Regions from separate parts of the Triticum aestivum genome. Here region 2 is linked to region 1. A link is a contact called in public Hi-C data. All regions are on one chromosome and are shown on one strand. Each heading gives the region's core, a stretch centred on a gene start, on an enhancer-like site or on the middle of the called end of the contact. The rest is flanking DNA. Distances are from core to core; before and after follow the strand shown. Region 1 holds the start of LOC123150034 (spastin). Region 2 holds the start of LOC123149012 (LRR receptor-like serine/threonine-protein kinase SIK1).

Region 1 (6,420 bases), core at 1,682-4,181:
GGGCCATGGCCCCCTTGACCCCACCCCTATATCCGCCAATGAATCAAATCATTTGTATTAGTGATAAATCTCAGGAGTTGCTTCTTTCGAGTTCGTGGTAGGTTTTAGAAGGTTTGTGTGAATGTTCGATTTGTGTAAGTGTCCACAGAAAGAAAAATATGTCAGCTAAATGGTGCAATAAGAATCATATATGACCAATAGGCTTCCTATTGTTCGAAGAAAAACCTACATACACAAGCTTCCTATGATGAGTATAAGGGCCAACTCCCTATCCATAACCTATGAGTGTTATACTTAGGGAAGGGCAGTTACCAATCCACAACAAGGGGTTCAGTGAGACATTTTCATCCATCTTGAACTATCTCCATTGCACATACATAGTTTGCGTGAGACATCTGTAGCATACTTGCATAATAAATTTTTCCTGCCTATGTTTTATCTTTTCTCTTTTTTATCCTTACTCTATAGAATAATTCGGGATTTCAAATAAGTTGTAATTTTTTCAAAAATGGTTTTTTATCAGGAAGTACTAAAATGTCAATGAATAATTTTTTCATGATTTTGAATAATGTTCGGGAATAAATAAATGTCCGTGGATTCAAAAATGGTTCGTGATTTTGATTTTTCTGGGAAATCTAAAAATGTTCTTGATTCTGAGAATTTTTTGCATATTCAGTTTTTTTCATGAATTAATTTTTTTTTTGAAATTAAAAAAATGGTTACCAATTTCAAAAATTGTTCCCATATTACCGAAAGAGTTCATAAATTCAAAAAAATATCATTGAACCGAAAAGATGTTCATGCATTTCAAAAAATGTTTGTAAAAAAATGTTCATGAATACAATCATTGATTCAAAAAATGTTTACCGGTTAATTAAAACTTTCTCTAGTGTCATAAAAATATTCAAATCAATAAGTGTTTCATAATTTGTAAAACAATGTTCGTGATTCAAAAATTATTCATGATTTAATTTTTTCCTAATATGATTTTTTTACAATTTGATTTTTTATTTGAAGATTTTGAATAACGATAATGAATACGAAAATATGCCTGATTTCATATCAAATTCACGAATTTGGAAGTTGTTCGCAAAATGAAAAATAAAAAGAAAGAAAACACATAAAAGATAAAGCAAAATTAAAATGAAAAGATAAAGCAAACATGAGATTTAAAAATAATAAAAATAAATGAAAATAGAAAATGAAAAATCGGTTAGAGCGAAGATGAAAAAAGCCAAAAAAATGAAAGAAAAATTAGAAAAAGACCGAATATTACGAAAGTAGGAGGGAGCTTGTTGGGCTGGCCCAAGTTTACATAGTGGGTGAGTGGGGGTACATGTTTGGTCGCTATTTGGTGGGCAACCCTATATCTCTCGCTTGGCTTGAGATGGAGATAGCCTGGCCTGAAGGTGACCGCGAGATGCGCCAGCCAAGTAACTGCCTACTTTTGCTTTTTTATGACTTTTCATTTTGTTTTTATGATTTATTTTTATATTTTAGTTTATACATCCAAATATTCTTAATATTTATATATATTACAAAAACAATTACATAAAACATTAAAAAAAGGTTAGTCATGCATTTGAAAAAGTTAAATGTGTATATAAAATGTTTCCGATGTTTACAAATATGTACAGTGAGTATGAAAAGAATTAGAAATAAAAATTATAGGTTTAAAAAATATGAATAATGTATTTGGAAAATGAAACATGTATATAAAATGGTCATGATGTATACAAAAATGTATAATATGTATATGAAAATGTTCCTGATGTATCAAAAAATATAAGTTTAAAAAAATGTTAGTCATGTATATGAAAAATGTCAAAGGTGTATATATAAAAGGTTATACATGTATAAAAAATGTATCATGTAAGAAAAATGTACAATTTGCATGAAGAAATTAGACATCAAAATATATGTTTGAAAAAATTAGTCATATATATGAAAATGGTTAAAGTTGTATTTACTTAGAAAATATTATTTATATATATATACCAGAATAGATATTGAAATATTTATTTAAAATTAATGTTCATCATGAATTTGAAAAATATTAAACATGTATGTAAAAGTTTTTTGTCATGTATGGAAAATGTATAATGCGTAAAACAATGTAGACACGTGGTGAAAATATAAAAGGAAAAATCAAAAGAAAACTAATAAAGAAACGAAAGTAAATAACAAAAAGGCAAATAAGAAAACCAAGAAAACAGTGCAATAAGGAAAGAGAGAAAAAAAGCAAGAAAGAGTAAAAGTAAAAAAGGAAGAAACAAAAAAAATCTGTGAAAACCAAAAAAGAAATGAAGAAAACCAGTAAAAATGAAAATAAAACTAAGTCATAGCAAAGAAAAAATGGAAGAAAACCTATGAAAAAACAGAAATAACCAAACAAAAAGAAAGAGAAAGCAGAAGAAAAGTACAACGAGGGAACCTTAAACGAGGGAGTCCTGAGCCGGGCCGCTCGTGCTGCGCCTGAATTGATAGCAGATTCCATCTTTTTTGTGTGTCAAGGTAGGCTTTTCTTTTTAAGACAAACTCTGAAGCTCTTTATTTAATTGTCACAGTGTTTACAGTCAGTGGCGGAGCTAGCAGCAGGTTAAGCCTGCGGCTATGCTATGTTGAGCGAAGTTGTTCCTAGGCCTGGGGCTATAGCCATAGCTGCCCCAAGGCTGTCTCCTTTTACAGGGACGAAAAAAAGATCATCAAGTTGGTCTAACCAAACATGAGAGCCAAACCCCGTGTCTCACAAACTTGTGGGCCTCGATATTTGAGCTCCTAACTCCATGAACTATATTCGTATGAAGCGAGATATAACCGTGTGGGGTAGGGCGGGCCACGCGAGTGCGGCCATGGTCCATCCGGCCCGAGAAACGGCAGCGTCGGCCCACGGGAGATGCGTGCCGCGGGGGACTAGACTCTCCGGCCTCTCCCCCCCAACAACCCCAAGGCCCCACGCAAACCTCCTCCCCCTCCCCTCCTCCGGCGAATCTCCGACGATGCTCCCCCCCGCCGGCGCATGAGCTTCCTCCGCGCGCTCGCCGACTCCCTCTCGTCGCTCCTCTTCGCGCCGCACATGGACGCGCCGGCGCCGTCGGCGGCGGCCGTGGTGGGGGAGCGCGTGGCCGTGAAGCTGCGGGGCTACTTCGAGCTGGCCAAGGAGGAGATCGACAAGGCCGTGCGCGCCGAGGAGTGGGGCCTCCCCGACGACGCCGAGGCGCACTACCGCAACGCCCTCCGCGTCATGCTCGAGGCCAAGGCCGCCCGCGTCCCCGACGCCGTCTCCTCCAGGTCCCCTCTCTGATTCCCTTCCCTCCGCTGCGCGCGCGCGGCTTGATTAGGGTTTGATTGAGGTCGCTGATTGGTGTGCTGTGTGGGGGGTTTGCAGCGAGAGGGGGCAGGTGAGGGTGTACCAGGACAAGATCGCCAAGTGGCAGACGCAGGTGGAGGAGCGGCTCAGGGTGCTCGGCGGGAGGAGCGGTGAGCCTCTCCCCCCCTCTTCGTCTTCTCCCCAGTTTTCCCGACTTATCAAGTTTGTGCGCATGTGAAACTTGTTCAGCGATGTGTGTGCACTTGTCAGTCCGAACACGTTAGAAGCAGCCAACATTCTTGTGATCGTAGCTGTAGTTTTGTTGTGTTAATCACTTCATAATTGTGTAAATTTAGGGGTTAATGCCTATATGATTCCATTAGTGAATTGTAATACATTTCCCTACTTTTGCGATTGTGGACTATAATTCATTGGGAGTTAACTTTCAGTAGTTTGATTTGATTGCTCACATAGGTCCTACATACATTTCCCTACTGTTGCAATTATGGACTTCAATTAGTTGGATTTTAACTTTGTTTCATTTTGTCTGACATTGTAGGAGCAGCTGCACCAGTCCCCAAGAAGGTATAAACTTCTAGTGTTGAATTTTTACACGTGGTACATGGTTTGCCTGATAGCTTCAACTGTCTAGTGTCTACTTGGTACATTCTGAATTGTCTTGTACCTAGCGTTTTAGTGAAAACGATTGCGGCATGTTATTTGCTTCCTTCCCGGTTAACAGCGTTTTACTGATCTGTTGATTTGGTACTGCTGCAGTGCTACTTTATCAATGCAAGTCTGCTTGCTATGGATATGTTGTTCTTGTGAACTCTTCCGATTAGGAGTGCTAGTATAATGCATCTATTTGAGTTCTTGTTATGTGCGGTAGCAAACATTGATCAAAATAAGTTGTTGTAAGAAAAAGAAAGCTAGCTAGATGCCTGGGTTACATAGTTATATACATATTGAGGTTATGAAGTCTATTTTCTTTTTAAGGAGTACTTTGCAGCGAGTGCATTGGTCGAAAAGTCCTCCATTACCATGTGCGCTATTTCTGCAGGTTGTTACAAACAATCAAGTAAATAGGCCTGAGAGACCAGCATCAACTAGCTTCCGTAAGTCAGCTGTGCAGTCTAACCCCACCTTTAACAGAGGTGGTCAAGCGTCCTCTCATCAGAAGAATAGCGATGGTGGATCCAAGCCAGTGCAAAGAGCTGGTGGAAAGGATGATGACAAACTTGTTGAAATGATAAATACGACAATCGTGGATAGAAGTCCATCTGTCAGATGGGATGATGTTGGTATGCAACCGTTGACTTTCTTTGTGCGCTCTGGCTCAAGCCCAGTTATTAATCATGGTGTCATTATTCTCTGGTTTGATCTGTAGCTGGTCTGGACAAAGCAAAGCAAGCACTCATGGAAATGGTTATCTTACCTACTAAGCGAAGGGATTTATTCACTGGTCTTCGGAGGCCTGCGAAAGGTAAACTTGTTCGTGTTGAAGGTTTCCTTTCTCTGGATCTTTTCTAAAATTCATAACTATTCTTCAGGGCTGCTTCTCTTTGGTCCTCCGGGGAATGGGAAAACAATGCTTGCCAAAGCTGTTGCGTCAGAATCTGAAGCAACATTTTTTAATGTTTCAGCTTCTTCGTTGACATCAAAGTGGGTATGTGGTTGCTATATATGTTACTTTGTCAGATACTTGCATATTTTGCTGTCTGAACCTTATTTCGTTGGCAAAAACAGGTAGGGGAAGCTGAAAAGCTTGTTCGGACACTTTTCATGGTTGCTGTCGAGAGGCAACCGTCTGTTATTTTCATGGATGAGGTCCTCATTACAAACCTTACCGTTCAAATTTTGTTGAAATTATGTACTACTCCCTCCATTCCTAAATATAAGTCTTTGTAGAAATTCCACCATGGACCACATACGGATGTATTTAGATGCATTTTAGAGTGTAGATTCACTCATTTTGCTCCGTATGTAGTCCATAGTGAAATCTCTACAAAGACTTATATTTAGGAATGGAGGGAGTAGTAATATTTATTTATTTATTTCTTATTATTAAGCTTGTCGATGATATTTTGACCATGCTATCACTAGTTGTTCGGATAGGGAAATTGGTCACTTGTCATATTTTCAGAATAGTTTTCTTTTGGAGTGTTTGATTTGTTTGAACCATGCGCTTGTTACAGGTAAAAGTGTAAATACATGCTTTTTTCTAAATTTACACAGAATAGAAGTATGCACTACACATTGTACATATTCTGCATAGGCTTATGCACAAAGTTGCCGTTTTCAGTCAAATCTTCCTAGAAGTTTAGATGAGCAGTTGAGCACATATATGGTATCTGCATTCCTGCTATCTTAGTATACGATCTTGAAATGCTATTTTTTCAGAAACACTAAGTACAAAGTACATTTCTGTTAACTTTTTTTTATGTATCCTTTCCCCTTTTGATTATAAAAGTGGGATCTGATGTGTTTTGTTGTATTTTACCTTACCATCCAGATCGATAGTGTGATGTCAACAAGGTTAGCTAGCGAGAATGATGCAAGCAGGCGTTTGAAATCTGAATTCCTTATCCAGTTTGATGGGGTGACATCAAACCCAGATGATTTAGTAATTGTGATAGGTAAGCATATCTTTCTTTTTTGATTGTTTAATCCTGGTTATCTTTTGCACTATGCTTGCTTCCAGTGAAAATACTTAGGACACAGCTATCATGTAACTATTAGTACTTAGTCGCAATCATATAATACAGAATCCCCATACTGTAAACATTTATTTGCTAGGACAGTAATTTGTGGACATGCAATGCTGTTTAGCATTTCTTCGCTGCTGCTATTATGTTATGCAGTATATCCTGTATTTTGATCAGGTCTATTGTGTATTCCCTCTTCGTGGTATAAAATCGCGGTTGAGTTCTGCAAATAAATGACCCTTGGAACCAATACTCAGTTCCTTCATTACTTCAGCAGCATTAGTTTAGGACATAGAATTGCTTTTGTCACGAGTTGTAGATTAGACATTTCTGAAACAGTTTGCAGCACAATAGGCACACCAGTTTGTGATCTCGGGTGATGTATAATTTGCCCTCATTGTAATT
Region 2 (6,252 bases), core at 2,114-4,613, 450 kb after region 1:
GCGCGATCCCAGCCGGTGGCGGAGAAGGTCAGCAAGGTCGCGGGCGTAAAGCGGAGGAAGATTCCGGCTACAAAGAAGCCACCTTCTTCATCCTCTCACTCCATCCCCCCGCAAGGAGGTGCTCTGGCTATGCTGTTCAACGGTGCCGCTCCCCCCGCAAGCGAGGTGTTCGACGAAATGGCCGGAAGGTATGCGTCTTCGATCATGGCGATTTCCTTTCATTTTCGCCATTATCACCGATAGCTCGTGACTTGTTATTGTTCACTATAGCGGTGGTTCAAACAATGCAACTACCGAGTTCGTGAACTTGTTGGACACGAACGCGATTGTCATTGATCAAGCCCCTTTCGCCGCATTCGACTATAATGAAACGGAGGGCAGCGTGGATGATCATGGTTGTGAGGACGAATTGGAGGAGATCGAAGCGGAAGCGTATGAGCAATCGCAAACAAAAACTGGGAAAATTATAAGATCAAAGAATTACACGATCTTGGAAGATCAAGCTTTGATCAAAGCATGAAGTGTGGTGTCTCTTGATGCATGCACGGGTACTTCTCAAACCGCCAAGAGATATTGGCAAAGGATTGAAGATCAATACTTCCGCATTATGGCAAAGCATCCCAATAGGACTCCACGCACATTTCGGCTGCTTCAAGGGCGCCGGGAGAATATCAAACCAATGTGCAGCCGTTGGGCAGCTTGCTTGGAGCAAGTACGCAATGGACCTCCAAGTGGCACCGTGGAGTCCCACTATGCGAGTTTGTTTTGCCTTTGTTCAAGTTGTGCATCATCATATTTTGCATCATGGGAAATAATTGCATCACTTTGTTCACGTTTTGTAGGACAAGATTTCTCAACATAGATACAAGGACATGGAAGCTTCGGAAGGCAAATTCTTCAAAGTAGAGCATTGTTGGGAGTTGCTCCAAAAGTGCGAGAAGTGAAAGTTGATCGACAAAGAGTCCCCACCAAAGAGAGGCTTACTAACAAACATGGATGAAAATGAGGATGATGATGGCCCAAGAAATTTGCACAAGCCCGATGGCGACAAGAAGACCAAGGAGAAGATGAAGAGAGAGCAAGAAGCATCGAGCTTGGGGGAGAAGATTGATGCCATGGTGCAATCAAACGAGTCGATGTTGTTGAAGTCATTGAAGATCAAGAAAGAATTGGCCGAGAAGAAGGCAAAGGAGAAGCAAAAAAAGTGACAGTTGCTCAAAGAAGAGGGGCTGCGCAAAGCTGCCATTGAGGAGAGAAGAGCACGCGCTGCAGAAAACAAAGCCATGTCCAAGCTGCTCGCCGAAGAGAACAAGATAATGTCAATGAACCGCAATGACATGGACGATCTCACCAAAACATGGCACGATATGGCAAGGAGAGAAATCTTGAAGAGGAGAATTGTTGCGTCGGCCGGTGCGTGTTACAATTCTGTAGATGTTTTTTCTGCTCCATATGGTGGCAATGTTGATAATTTCGGTGCGGTAGTTGGAACAAGCGCGGGAGGTGGCTTCGGTGGTGGCGATGAACTTCAAGATGGACTCGGTGGCGCGGAGTAAAGATCGGTCAAGATGATGCCGGACATGGGTGCAAACTTTTGCAAGGCCCTCTTTTGCGTTTGCCGTAATGAACTTGACTTTTATTTGCACGTAAAACTGTGTGTTATGTCGTTTGAATTTGAACTTGTTTGTGAGACCCTATGTCAAATGCGAGATTTTGCAGTTTTTCTGTTTATGGGTCGTTACGGTGGTGTCCGAGCAGAACCCGCAGAAGCCAGCCGACCCGCATAAAAACATATTCCTCGAATATACTTTTATGCGGGTCTGTTTGAGGGGTCTGCATCTGTGGCCGTCCGCGTCGGCCCGCAAACACGTTTTGCGGGCCAGCGGGATGCGGCCTAGTAAAGTTATCCACCTTAGGGCATGTACAATGGTTGATAAGGTAGTCTTATCTTAAGTCTTGCATGTAATTTAAAGATGACAAAATTTTTTGTCTACAATGGGTCATCTCTTAGCTTTATCATCAATAACTAGCAATTCCTAAAAAAATGGTGACACATAGTGTGCTAAGAGATCACCTCTTGTCTTCTCTTAAATAAGAGAAGACAAGCCTTTTCTTATGAGTTCTCTCTCCTCCATCTCATCATCTATCCTACGTGGCACTTCTAAGATAGCACCATTGTACATGCCCTTACAAATCTGAAAAATGGTCAATCGATGTTGCGCCCTTTTCATATCAGACCTGCACACAAAACACACACACAGACAATTTTATCTTCTTGTGTGTTCCCTTCGGCCAATGGTTTCCTCCTCCTGCACGACCGATTTATCCGATTATTTAGTTACGACAAAACCTGTGGAGAAATGAAAGCCGCGGGCAATCAAAGTGACGGTGGTTCTCAGGCAGTGTTCACGGCTTGCCGCCGGTCGACCAAACCGTGCTTGGAATGCAGTACGAGTATCTGTCCCAGCGTCCTTGTGTTCTAGTATTGCGCTGAGCCGAACCTTCTTCGCTCATTAGATCCATCCCACGAACCGTGATCAATCCAAAGCCTCAGCCTGAGCGTCGTTGTGATTCTGATCGGCCACGCAACATTCATGCACGGTCGTACCTCCTTCACGTACCTACCCGGCTCCATCCATCCGTCGATCACGCCGGCCGTCGGCCTCACCTTCAGCTTGAGTCCCTGAGCGCGCCAATGTGCATGCGCCGATGCCCGGCCGGTCCGTCGCCGGCCAGTTGGGGGCGTGGACCACCGTCCACCGACGCCGTCCGTCCATCAAGGCCGCCGCATGACCCCTAAACCCCGAGCCGGGCCCACCCGCAGCCACACCGCCGGCCACGGAGTTGCCCCCCTCCGCACCCCGATCCGGCCGCCAATCCAATCCCGTTTCCAACCTTGTTAACCCCCTCCCCTTAAGGCTTTGTTCGGTTAATCCTCTCCTCAAGAGGATTGGAGGGGATTGGCAGGGATTAGTTCATATTTTGACTTAAAAGAGGTTTAAATCCCCCTCAAACCCCTTCAACCCACTCGGATTCACCCGCAACCGAACAAGGCCTAAACAAACCCCGGTAATCACCTACGAGCGGGCCGGCCCGCTCATCTAATCACAGCCCACCCATCTACAGCCTGGCCTCCGGGCCCGCCGGGGCCCGCATGTCATCGTCGCGGTAAAAAGCCGCGGCGGGCGACATGAGGGCGTTCGAAAGGAAACGGGAGGAGATCCCGCCCCTCTCGTACTACACGTATAGCTGGCCATCCCCGCTGACAAGGCGGGCCCCGCTTCTCTCTCTCTTGGCACCACACACACCGCGGCGGGCGCTGGCCCTGCTTCCCCTGCAGCGCGGCGCAGCGGCTGCCCCCCGAAAGCAACCACAGTCACGTCGCTATCCGTCCGTCGCCACGACAAATACATTGCCCCCCTCCCCCTCCCCCTCGCTCCCCCCATCTACTCCATCCATCCATCCATCCATTCGCCAGATGGGACTGGGTCTGGGTCTGGGAGCGGCGGCGGCGGTGCTGGAGCAGTGGTGGTAGGAGTAGTAGCTTCCACGGTCGTCCGGGGAGGAGGTTTCTTGATTTCTTAGAGAGTGCACAGGCGGCGGAGGGAAGGGAGGGAATGGCGCCGTCGTCGTTGCGGCGGTGGGCGGCGACTGTGGTGCTACTGGTGGTGGTTCTTGGGCTGGCGGCGGCGGAGGGGGCGGAAGGGGGAGGGGACGGGGCGGCGCTGATGGCCGTCAAGGCGGGATTCGGCAACGCCGCCAACGCGCTCGCCGACTGGGACGGCGGCCGCGACCACTGCGCCTGGCGGGGCGTCGCCTGCGACGCCAACTCCTTCGCCGTCCTCTCCCTGTGCGTGCCTCCCTCTCCCCCCATCCTCCTTCCTCCCTCCCCTCACTGCTCCTTCTCCGGCTGGCATTGCGACGCCATGACAAGTTTCTCCCTTTGCCTTTCCCCCCCTCCCATTCATTCGATTCTTGGCCGCCGCTCTTTGCTTTCTCTCAAAGCTCGCCCGCTCTTTGCAAACATGCTGCTTGCTCCCGCTGCACATCCGAAAACAAAATAAATGTGCTTTTTTTCTCTCAGGGGACCGATTATCCCCTCGGTTCATTCTCGCACAACAAACGATCCTCTGTCTGTTTCGCTACTCAAATACACTGGAGTATTATTATTTATCTCTGACGAGTGATTGGTTTTCTCCCTGGAATAAAATTAAAAAAATGCAGGAACCTGTCAAATCTGAACCTGGGCGGAGAGATCTCGCCGGCGATAGGGGAGCTCAAGGCCCTACAGTTCGTGTAAGCAGCACAGACCACCATCCCTCCCCCCTCCCCCTTGCATCTTCTTAAGATTTTGTGCATTTGACGGCGCCTGAATCTTCCCATCCCTCTCTCTTTCTTTAAAATATCCATCCATCCGATTTGACCCCTCATGCCGTGATGTGACAAAGCTTCTTTACTATTTTATATGTCAAGCCTACTACCAGCCTACCACACCCTCCTTGATTTCATGATTAGTTTATCTCTCTCGGCCCTAATGATTTGCTTTTTTTTCCTTTGCTTGTGCAGGGATCTCAAGGGGAACAGGCTCACAGGCCAAATCCCAGACGAGATTGGGGACTGCGTCTCCTTAAAATACCTGTACGCCACCCAATCCGGGTCTTCTTTTATTGTCCCACTTACTATACGCCCACCTTTCTGCTGTAGAGATGGATGGTTCTTGTTAGTAGTACTAGTACTAGTATTTTTATAGTTGACCTGTGCCTCTTCTTGTGTGTGTGCTGTGCTGTGTGCCATGCAGGGATTTGTCCTTCAACCTGCTGTATGGAGACATCCCCTTCTCCATCTCCAAGCTCAAGCAACTCGAGGATTTGTAAGCACTGGATTATCATTTGTTCATCTTGCCTGCCTTTTGGGTTTTGGCACAGCCATGCCTTTTTCTGAGATATGATCACTTTTTCACCCCCCATCTTTGGGGTTTTTTGGGATTATACTGAGGAATGAGAGGCTACTTGCTTTTATCTCTTTTTATTTATGGATGTTTTGGGGTCAAAGCATGGTTTGGGGTTATAACAGAAACATTGCTGTGAAACTAGTTTAAGTTTTGGTTCTCTGTGGTTTATGGATTGCTGTCAAATTTCTATGGTTGAAAATGCTTCAGTTAAGATGCTTACTTTTCTCTTTATTCTGGCTGCAGGATTCTGAAGAACAACCAGCTCACGGGTCCCATTCCTTCCACATTGTCCCAGATTCCAAATCTCAAGATCCTGTGAGTTTCCTAGTACCTTTCTTTCCCCGTGACTCTACTTATTGTGGGATTCTTGGGAAAACTTGATGATCTATCTTTTACCTTCCATACTGCCTTCAAAGTGTTTATCTTGGGGACATTTCCCTTTTCTGCCTCATGTGGTTCTTAGTACTGAAAATTATCATTTCTCTACCTGGAATAGGGATCTGGCGCAGAACCAGCTCACAGGCGACATCCCAAGGCTCATCTACTGGAATGAAGTTCTGCAATACCTGTAAGAAGTTCCCCTGCACCATGTTATTTTCGCTTACAGATTCGCTCGGCAGTCAGTCGGTATAAAAGAAGATGCTAACATTGTTATCCTCTTCATTTTCAGAGGCTTGAGGGGTAACTCACTGACTGGAACCTTGTCACCTGACATGTGCCAACTCACTGGCCTGTGGTACTTGTAAGTTTTGTGCTTACTTGGAGATGCTGCTTTATATCATGCAAACTGATCTTATCGGCACTGAAATTTCTTCCAAATCTGCAGTGATGTGAGGGGCAACAATCTAACAGGAACAATTCCACAGAGCATAGGGAACTGCACTAGCTTTGAGATTCTGTATGTTGCTTGCTAAGATTGTATCATCGATGTATTGGTGCTCATTTGTCAAGATTTTTATTGATTATAAATTTCATTTATGGAACACAGGGACATTTCATATAACAAAATCTCTGGAGAAATACCTTACAACATAGGTTTCCTTCAAGTAGCTACACTGTAAGCCCTCCTGATTTCATTCAATTCTTCTATATTTTAGCTTATTTGTACTCTTGTAATATACTGTTCACATTGAGACTTATGCTAAATGCTTGTGTTTATCTTTCATAGGTCACTTCAAGGAAATAGACTGACTGGGAAAATTCCAGAAGTGATTGGCCTCATGCAAGCTCTTGCTGTTCTGTGAGTAAAAGCAATGCACAACACTTTACTCTGCATAGGTGTTAGCTGATGAAATATTCGA

Evidence for each region. A called contact is a pair of places that touch in the nucleus more often than the background predicts.
Region 2: a Hi-C map of leaf shows a contact between it and region 1, with 2.6 times the contacts expected there. The contact joins the promoter of LOC123149012 here to the promoter of LOC123150034 in region 1. A contact is called at or near these places in 2 of 5 Hi-C or Micro-C datasets (both in leaf).

The regions. Positions count from the first base shown.
Region 1 is chr7A:34,697,250-34,703,669 of IWGSC CS RefSeq v2.1, forward strand. It overlaps LOC123150034 (spastin), which reads left to right and starts at 2,932. Exons shown (of 13, transcript XM_044569834.1): 1 at 2,932-3,291; 2 at 3,389-3,480; 3 at 3,876-3,895; 4 at 4,371-4,611; 5 at 4,698-4,793; 6 at 4,861-4,976; 7 at 5,057-5,137; 8 at 5,823-5,946. The coding sequence starts at 3,020.
Region 2 is chr7A:35,144,911-35,151,162 of IWGSC CS RefSeq v2.1, forward strand. LOC123149012 (LRR receptor-like serine/threonine-protein kinase SIK1) reads left to right here and starts at 3,364. Exons shown (of 26, transcript XM_044568540.1): 1 at 3,364-3,850; 2 at 4,225-4,296; 3 at 4,567-4,638; 4 at 4,799-4,870; 5 at 5,195-5,266; 6 at 5,448-5,519; 7 at 5,622-5,693; 8 at 5,778-5,849; 9 at 5,940-6,008; 10 at 6,120-6,191. The coding sequence starts at 3,618.